Regions from separate parts of the Sus scrofa genome. Here region 1 is linked to region 2. Evidence: chromatin contacts called from public Hi-C data. All regions are on one chromosome and are shown on one strand. The core of a region is the stretch at or near the end of the contact, and the rest is flanking DNA. Distances in the headings are between cores, read along the strand shown.

What was found. A called contact is a pair of places that touch in the nucleus more often than the background predicts.
Region 1: a contact with region 2 is called in a Hi-C map of blood, with 4 times the contacts expected there. The contact joins the promoter of LIX1 here to the enhancer-like site in region 2. A contact is called at or near these places in 5 of 5 promoter capture datasets (fetal liver, fetal skeletal muscle, liver and 1 more), 23 of 47 Hi-C or Micro-C datasets (adipocytes, alveolar macrophages, blood and 14 more) and 2 of 2 datasets of contacts at active chromatin or transcription factors (alveolar macrophages and skeletal muscle).

Annotation. Positions count from the first base shown.
Region 1 is chr2:103,799,234-103,803,410 of Sscrofa11.1, reverse strand. It overlaps LIX1 (protein limb expression 1 homolog), which reads left to right and starts at 1,532. Exons shown (of 8, transcript XM_003123811.5): 1 at 1,532-4,177. RIOK2 (serine/threonine-protein kinase RIO2) reads left to right here. Exons shown (of 16, transcript XM_021085153.1): 15 at 1,080-1,119; 16 at 1,122-1,367. The coding sequence ends at 1,243.
Region 2 is chr2:103,357,273-103,361,389 of Sscrofa11.1, reverse strand. CAST (calpastatin) reads right to left here. Exons shown (of 31, transcript NM_214067.1): 25 at 2,572-2,667; 26 at 584-688. All of the region lies in intron 3 of LOC110259691 (a long non-coding RNA gene), which reads left to right. Among named protein-coding and RNA genes, the nearest start is that of ERAP1, 56 kb to the left of the region's middle. Within about 2 kb of position 2,644, at least 7 of the 83 cell types and tissues checked have an H3K27ac peak or open chromatin away from gene starts, as enhancers often do.

The sequences.
Region 1 (4,177 bases), core at 283-2,782, 440 kb before region 2:
TTCAGTACTGAAACTTCTGGGATACCAGCCAGGTCCTCATAAGATTCTGGCCCTTGGACGATCAGCCTCTGCAGGAACTTGAATTCTGATTCTTCTGTTCCCTTTCTCTTCTCCTACCTTTCCTCTCATTGAGAATCATTAGACTGAAAAAAGAGGGATCACTTATTAAAGCCCATTTACCTAAATGCTACGTAAAATAATCCAAAGTTTACATTTAACTTACGTGACCCAGAGTTATAGTCCAGGAAATACATTTGATAGACTAGTTTTTCTATCCCTTTTTATCTCTCAAATCCATTACTCTTTAATTTTTACCTTGACAAAATTTTAATAAATGATTCTTTGTGCTAGCATAGGATAGGGCCTGTTAAGAAGAGACCCTTGCTTCAACAGTTTCAGCACTTCTTTCTTTAGGAGACTGGTTGGATGATGGCAAGGTTATATTACAATTAAATAACAAGCTATAGTGATTCACAGGAAAGAAAAAAGTTATTGTGAATGGACTGGTCAGATTTTTCTTCATCTTGTAAATCATGTGAGATTAGCAGCCTATGTCTTGAGTGATAAGAGAGAACTTGAATTTATGGTTATTCACCATGTGAAAACATACTGTTTCTTCCAGAAACTATATGAGGACTTTTCTATGGGTAACTGTACCATCAGGGTCATTTCTACACAAGTTATGAAGGCACTCCTGCATATGTTTTGACCAGTAGTAAATGCTTTCAAACATAATTTTCCACTACAAAGTTTGGGGTTTTAGTTGGTGAGTTGGTTGGTTTTTCCTAGTTTTACCTATAGACACTAGGTGGCACTATGATGATTTGTTATTCAAAGAATTATCAACTACATACTATATTTTGCTAAAATCTATTTGTTAGGAATTTAATTCCTCCTGTTTTTGTAACAGTTGGTGTTTTATTTTATTGATGGTTCACATAGTACTGTCAATTTTTGGAATTTTAAAATATGCTTTTAACAGAAATTTGAAAAATATTAGCAATATAAATGTTTTATTGAATGTTTATACCTTGTCAAATGTCAATAATTAGTAATACTAATTCATGAAATATTTCTAGGAATTGGTGAAACAGAAGGTGAGACGTCAGTTGACAAAACAGCAAAATCAGCTGTCAGACGTCGATTGCAGAAAGGAGAAGCAAATATATTTACCAAGCAACGGAGAGAAAACATGCAGAATATTAAATCAAGCTTGGAAGCAGCTACCTTTTGGGGAGAGTAATATTATTCAAGATCTTGACTATTTTTCATTCAGCTACTCTGATCCCTTCTTAAGCCACCTTCAGTATTTTTTGGACCAAGACAGATACATATAAATAGATAAATAAACCCTCTTTCTTGATAAATTTGACTCATTCAATATATGTCTTCTAAAGAGTAACTAGAAATTCTGCTAAAGCAATCCAACTTTCCAAGTAATTTTTATTAGGAATATTTACATATTTAAAAGAATCTTAATATCACTGTTTTTGTTTTTTGTTCTCAAACAGGTATATTGCTTTGTTTCATATACCAGCTTTTCTTCTTAGAAACAACCTTAGCCAAGTCTTAATTCTTTCTCCCTCTCTCTTCCTTCTGGCTCATCAGCTTTCTCACTGTTAACATTGGATTTATAACCACTTTGTATCACTGTTTTGTTTGTTTGTTTATTTGGCCATACCCACAGGGTGTGGCAATTCCTGGACCAGAAATCAAACCTGCACTATACCAGTGACCTGAGCCACAGTGGTGACAGTGCTGGATCCTTAACTTGCTTCACCACCAGAAAATTCCTATAATGCTGTTTTGAGGATTGCGTGAGACAATGTGCAGAAAGCACTTTATAACAATGCCTGGCACTTTAAAGTGTAACTGTTGGAATGATAATTATAATGATGTTTATCTTTCTGAAAATCTCCAAACAACTTGGTTGCAGTTTATTTAGCCACTGGAAGAATTCACTGTCATCTGTTTTATTTAGTCTCTAGTATTAAGGATAAGCCAGTCATGCCTAATTTTATTTTCTGTTATTTAAATTGATAATGTTCATGGAATAGAAACTTTAAATAGTCCCACCATGATTTTTACAGTTGCTGTTTTTACAGTTTTGTAGCCTGACAGAAGTAGAAAAGTTAGAGGTGGGGAAAGGTAAAGAGATAAGAAGTGAAAAGTTCTTTCTGGTATTTTTAGTTGAGTAGGTCTTAAATATATCTCATGTCGAAATTAGCAAATAGAGTTGATCCTTGGACAATATGAGTTTGAACTGCAAGAGTCTAGTTATATATGGATGTTTTTCAGTAAATACATACTATAGTAAGTTTTGTGTGATCTCAGGTTGCCTGAATTTGCAGATGTGGGAGGACTGACTCTAAGGTTATAGGTGGATTTTTGACTTGGGGTGAGTGTCAGTGCTCTTGAATCCCACGTTTAAGGGTCAGCTGTACTCACTGAGAGCCAGAAAGAAAGACAATACATAAGACGTGGTTTCTTCCTCAAAGACTTTATAATCCAGTGAGATGTGATTAAGTATACCTCTCTGATGATACTCCAGTCTCATCAGCATGCCCATTATTTCAGAAAAGGGTATGTCACCTGCAGTGAAAAATGGCCACTAGATGGCATTGTCACCCCATCATCACCAAATAGGACTTTCTTGAATTACTTGGATCTGTGGTTACGATTGTCCAGGAGAAATAACAAATTCTTTTCCAAGATTGATAAAGCCAGCAGATTCCCTTTCACCTTTGTAAAATTAATTCTACTGGCCATTTGCAAGACCTATCTAATAAATTCATCTTAATGGTACAGATGCAGGAAAATGTCAAATCTAATCCCTTGAAAAGTACACTAATTTTCAAAGTATTTACATAATTTTGAATTTTAGGCATGTTTATGTCTTTCAATTCAGGTATTCACTTTTTGTAATCTGTCTACCTTAAAGCATTTTAATAATATAAAATAATGTTGAAAACAGCTTAGTAGAACCATAAGATGTTGATTTTGGAATACATTTTCTCATATTCAGAGTTTCAAAAGTAAATTGGAAATGAAACTGTATAACCTCACTCTGTGCAGCTTTGTTTGGTTGACTCAGTTCACCTTTGGGTATTTATTATATAAAAAACTTTATTATTTGAGGAACTCAGAGGGCAAATAAAAAATTCTTACCCTTAATATTCTAAGATTTCTTGTGAGTCACAGAACAAATTAGTCAGATGCACAAACCGGAACAAATTATTCTGGGTCCAATCACAATTATTTTTTAAAGATGTTTTTGAGTAGCCATCATTTAGAAAATAGAGGCTTTGCCTTATCAGACAGGATGTAACCCTCTCATTTTAAAACATGAATAGTAAGAAATTTTTTAATTTTTAAAATTTAGTTTTATTTGGTCGTGCCCCTAGCATGTGGAAGTTCCCAGGGCCAGGGATCAAACCTGTGCCACATCAGTGACAATGACAGATTCTTAACTGCTAGGCCACCAGAGAATTCCAGAAGGAAAAATTTAAAGTATACTACTAATGTAATAAAACTGTATTGTGACTCAAACATCCATTGAGTCTGGGAGTTTCAGATTTGAATCTTAGTTCTACCATGTCCCAAATCTTATGTACCTTCTGTGTCTTCTAACCTCACTTTAATTTGTAAATGAAGTCATTTAATGGAGCCTGTTGTAAAGATTAAATGAAATAACACCTGTAAGCCTGGCACAGTGTCTGATACATACCACAGTGGTCCCTCAGTATCCCGTGGGTATTCATTCCAACAACTTTGTGGGTATAAAAGTCCTGTCATGTTCAAGTCCTTTATATTATTATACTATTTTTTGTGGAAAAGTGGGCCCTCCCTGCTCAGGGGTTCTGCATATAAGGATATGGAGGGCTGCCTGTTCATGTTTATTTGGTCAAGTGACATAAGGCTACCTTTTCCCAAGTGTTTTAACTATAAGTTTATCATGATGCACAGATACTTTGCTTGCAGCCTTACATTATCTACTTACTGTTCCTGTGAAATAGGCTTTTCCTATAAGATAGGCAATTTATACTTGTGCTAACGTTGGTAACCATTGATTTGTTCTTTGTCACACAAATGTCAGAGGATACTAAGTGGAAGGTTAGTGCAGCTCAAGATAATCACTCTCTTAGATAAATGCTCAGCATATTTTCTGACAAAACAC
Region 2 (4,117 bases), core at 1,395-3,894:
TCATTGCTTTTCCATTCCAAAGGCAATAGTTTGCAGCTAAGTACCATGTATTATTAAGTATAAGTAAGTACTCATACATATTGGATGCGATATATAGTGTTAACAGTCTTGATTTGCAGACACCTCTGCGTGCTCAACTCCTGGTCCAGGGCCCTCTTCTGTAGGAGTTCACATGCAGTTAGTTATGAGGCAGGAAAGACTGCAAGGGAAGCCTCTGCCATGACATTCACATAACTTGTCAACCCAAAAAACTGCACATATGTGTAACAGCTATATGATAATCTTACTTCCTGATAAAACCAAGAGAAGTTAAAGTGGGAAGAGAATAAAATTAAGACAGCAGAGCCATGCTCTTCCATCATCACAAACTCTGGTCTCACAAACAGGATGTCTGCCTGAATCTGAAACAGACATTATGGGGACCATGGAATAGGAAAAATATGAGACTGAAGTTATCCAACTGTTCACTGACTCCAGGCAGAGTCTGAGTGGTTTTTCCCCTTTGTGTGGAGAGTAGAGTATTCCATGCTTATCAAAAATTTTCACTTACTAATGACTTTTTTTTTTTTTTTTTTTTTTTTACCTTGACTTTATCCTCTATGGGCTTGTTCTCATCTGGGTCAGGCTGTCTTTGCCCCAGACTGTCAGAAAGCTGATCCAGGGCATCGTCAAGTTTTTTGTCATCACTCTGCTAAAAAGTAAATCTGAATTAGCAACTGGTTAACCAAATCAGGTCAACTGTTGGGAGTGGGGCCCCAACAACTGCCACTAAAACTTGCATAAGCTTATAGGGATGTTCACCAGGGAGGCGAGCAGAAGGCATTGGATCGGCCATCATGGGCTGTGCTCTTTCCCCCCATCTTTCACTCTCAGCACTTCTCTGCCCTCTACCCCACCCCTAGAAGTCTTTCTCCTCCAAGAAAATAAGTCCTTCCTAAAAAGATAGAGTTCTTGGCCTGATTTTCTAGAAAATATGTCTTACGATGCTTTCAGTATTGGTAACAATATGCTCCCAGCAAAGAAAATGTACATGAATTATGAGAGTTTCATTTACCCTTTGGTTCTCAAGTGTATTCATGTAAATGAAGTTTTATACCTAGTGTTAGTGATGTCTTTAAATATTAACTAAAACCAGATTCTGATGGAAAAAGTGATAGGAAAGGTGTCATTCTAAAACACCCTTGTGAAAGGAAATGAGGCTTTTGTTTTGTTTTCAGAGCCACACCCGTGGCATATGAAAGTTCCCAGGGTAGGGGTCAAATTAGAGCTACAACTACCAGCCTGTGCCACAGCCAAAGCAATGCAAGGTCTGACCCAAGTCTGCGACCTACACCACAGCCCACTGCAACACCAGATCCTTAACCCACTGAGCGACACCAGGGATCGAGTCTGCACCCTCATGGATACTAGTCAGATTCGTTTCCGCTGCACCACAACAGGAACTCCCAATAATGAGGCTTTTGATTATGGATGTTCACTAATAGCTTCATTCAGAGCAGGACCTAGAACCTGAATGTTAAGATCTAAAGTGTAAACCGCAGCCTGGTTATTTATGATTCTTCCTTTTCTGTCACAGGGACTTCTGTGATTGTGGTGTGTGTACATACACACAAGACACACAGAGGGCATTTTACCAGTTTTAAGTGCTTCATTAGAGCCCAGGATAAGAGCAGCTAACGGTGGTGCTACCCACCGCTGGGTCTGGGCTTTGTCATTTGTGCCTCTGGATATTTTCAGATGATCCGAAGGCTGACCCAACAGGATGAAAATTCTCTCAGAATCTCTGAGTTCAGCACTAAGTAAGCTTTGATGCAACATCAAAAGGAAAGACAGTATCTCTGACTTCACTGAGGCTACTTCATCTCCAGCTAGCAAACGAGGCGAGGCACTTATTCTCAACCAAAGGAGATGGGGATCTGGTTCAGGGCAACATCTTTATCTTTTGATGTGCCATGGTCTCCTGGATAATGTATAATTTGGTACCCCACAGAAAGCTAATCAAGGAAGTCTGGAAAAGCTTTAGTCTCACAGTCTTGCCTCAGAATGTGTAAATGATTAAGACAATATTGACACAGAGGGTTTTTTCTCTTCTTACCACGAAAATAACAAGTTTCCCTGGTGTGAATGGGAGGAAAACATGCTATTCCATGATGAGTTTGAGTCTGGGGTGTCGGGAGAGGCTCAAACACTGAGAAATTCCTTAAAATAAACTTGAGGTTAACTAACAGGTAGTATTTATATCATGTATCAGGAAAAATGTAAAGGAGGAGAACATTAATTATCAGGAAAGCCAAATGATTTTTTTTAAATCTAATAATTTGAATATATACACAACCACATTATTGTCCTTTCAATTCTAGTAAAGCAACCATAATATTAAGCTCCTTCACTGTATGTAAAATACTTTCATATACATTTATTTAATCAATTCAGATATTGTCATCTCCCTAACTTGCCAGTCTTAGCTCTTGTGAAACCAGAGGTGCCTGTTTTTCCTAACAATTGTGTCTATTTTCTTTCTTCTTTTTGTTGCTGCTGAGAAGCCAAATATTTATAAGATATGTTGCTTACCACAGTGTCAGGGGGTGGACCTGCAGAGTGGGTGGTTGGAGCTGAGGTTTGGGAAACCACTTCAGAGACGGCAGCTGAAAGTTTAGCATCTTCAAACTGCTTTTGGAGAAAAGTGTTTTCATCAGTAATATGTTGTATGCAAATTATGCCCACAATGCTCTCACTTAAATACAACTTTCAGTATAGCTCTCTGACTGTTATTCTTGTGATTCAAATGGAAGCATAGCCATACAGAATCTTAAGAGCCATTTTTATTCTTCTTCTTACTCCATAGCAATATTTTATGCAATTTCCTACCCCTATTCATTATTCTAAAGTTGTTCACTAAGCTAATGATTTAGAGTTTCAAGGTCTGTACATTTCCTGTTATACATTTAGGCTGCTGGCAGTTTTTTAGCTTTCTTTTTATAACTAGCTACTCTGAATAAGTTCTAGAAGTGGCTCTTTTTACAGTGCTAGTGATATTCTGCCAACTGCCCCCTCAAAGGTTGCTGGAAATTCATATCGCCACAGCAATGAATGGGCATGCCTGTTTCTCAGGGCCTTGCTTGCATGAATTAGGTATTTACTGCATATTTTAATTCTGATAAGGTATTAGGTATAAATTTATGTGGTACTTACTATTGCTTTAATACTTGGGATATGGTATGAGGTTTCAGTTTTATCTTTTTTTTTTGGTCTTTTTGCCATTTCTTGGGCTGCTCCCGCGGCATATAGAGGTTCCCAGGCTAGGGGTCGAATTGGAGCTGTAGCCACCGGCCTACACCAGAGCCACAGCAACTCGGGATCTGAACGGTATCTGGTATCTGCGACCTACACCACAGCGCATGGCAATGCCGGACCCTTAACCCACTGAGCAAGGCCAGGGATCGAACCCGCAACCTCATGGTTCCTAGTTGGATTCGTTAACCGCTGAGCCATGATGGGAACTCCCCATTTTTTACTTAATGTTAAATAGTATATTATTCCAGAATCTTTCTGGAAAAAAATGACTTCTTTTCTCACTTTAAAGATATACTCAATCTATCATTTATGTTCTTTCTGGATTTTTTCCCCATTGATTTGTGGCTTTGCTTTCTGAATCAGGACTGCATTTTTTATCATTACTGTATAATACATCCTGGTTTTTATTTGAGGTAGTCTTCCCTAAAAACAGTGAAAAATGCTTTTCAGTATTTTTTAATACTTTTATGCACTTATTTTTCAAATTCATTGGACAATTTAAAATTCTTTCATGGGTATACTTCGTAGAGTACTTGCTCATCGGTTCCACTGTGCTGGCCAGGGTTTCATGATTATGGAACACTTGGAACAGTGGTTTTTTTTTTTTTTTTTTAGGGCTACACCCATGGCATATGGAAGTTCCCAGGCTAGGGATCAAATCAGAGCTACAGTCATCTGCCTACGCCACAGCCATAGCAATGCAGGATCTGAGCTGTGTCTGTGACCTGCACCACAAGTCATGACAACACCAGATCCCCGACCCGCTGAGTGAGGTCAGGAATTGAACCCACATCCTCACGGATGTTAGCCAGCTTTGTTTTTG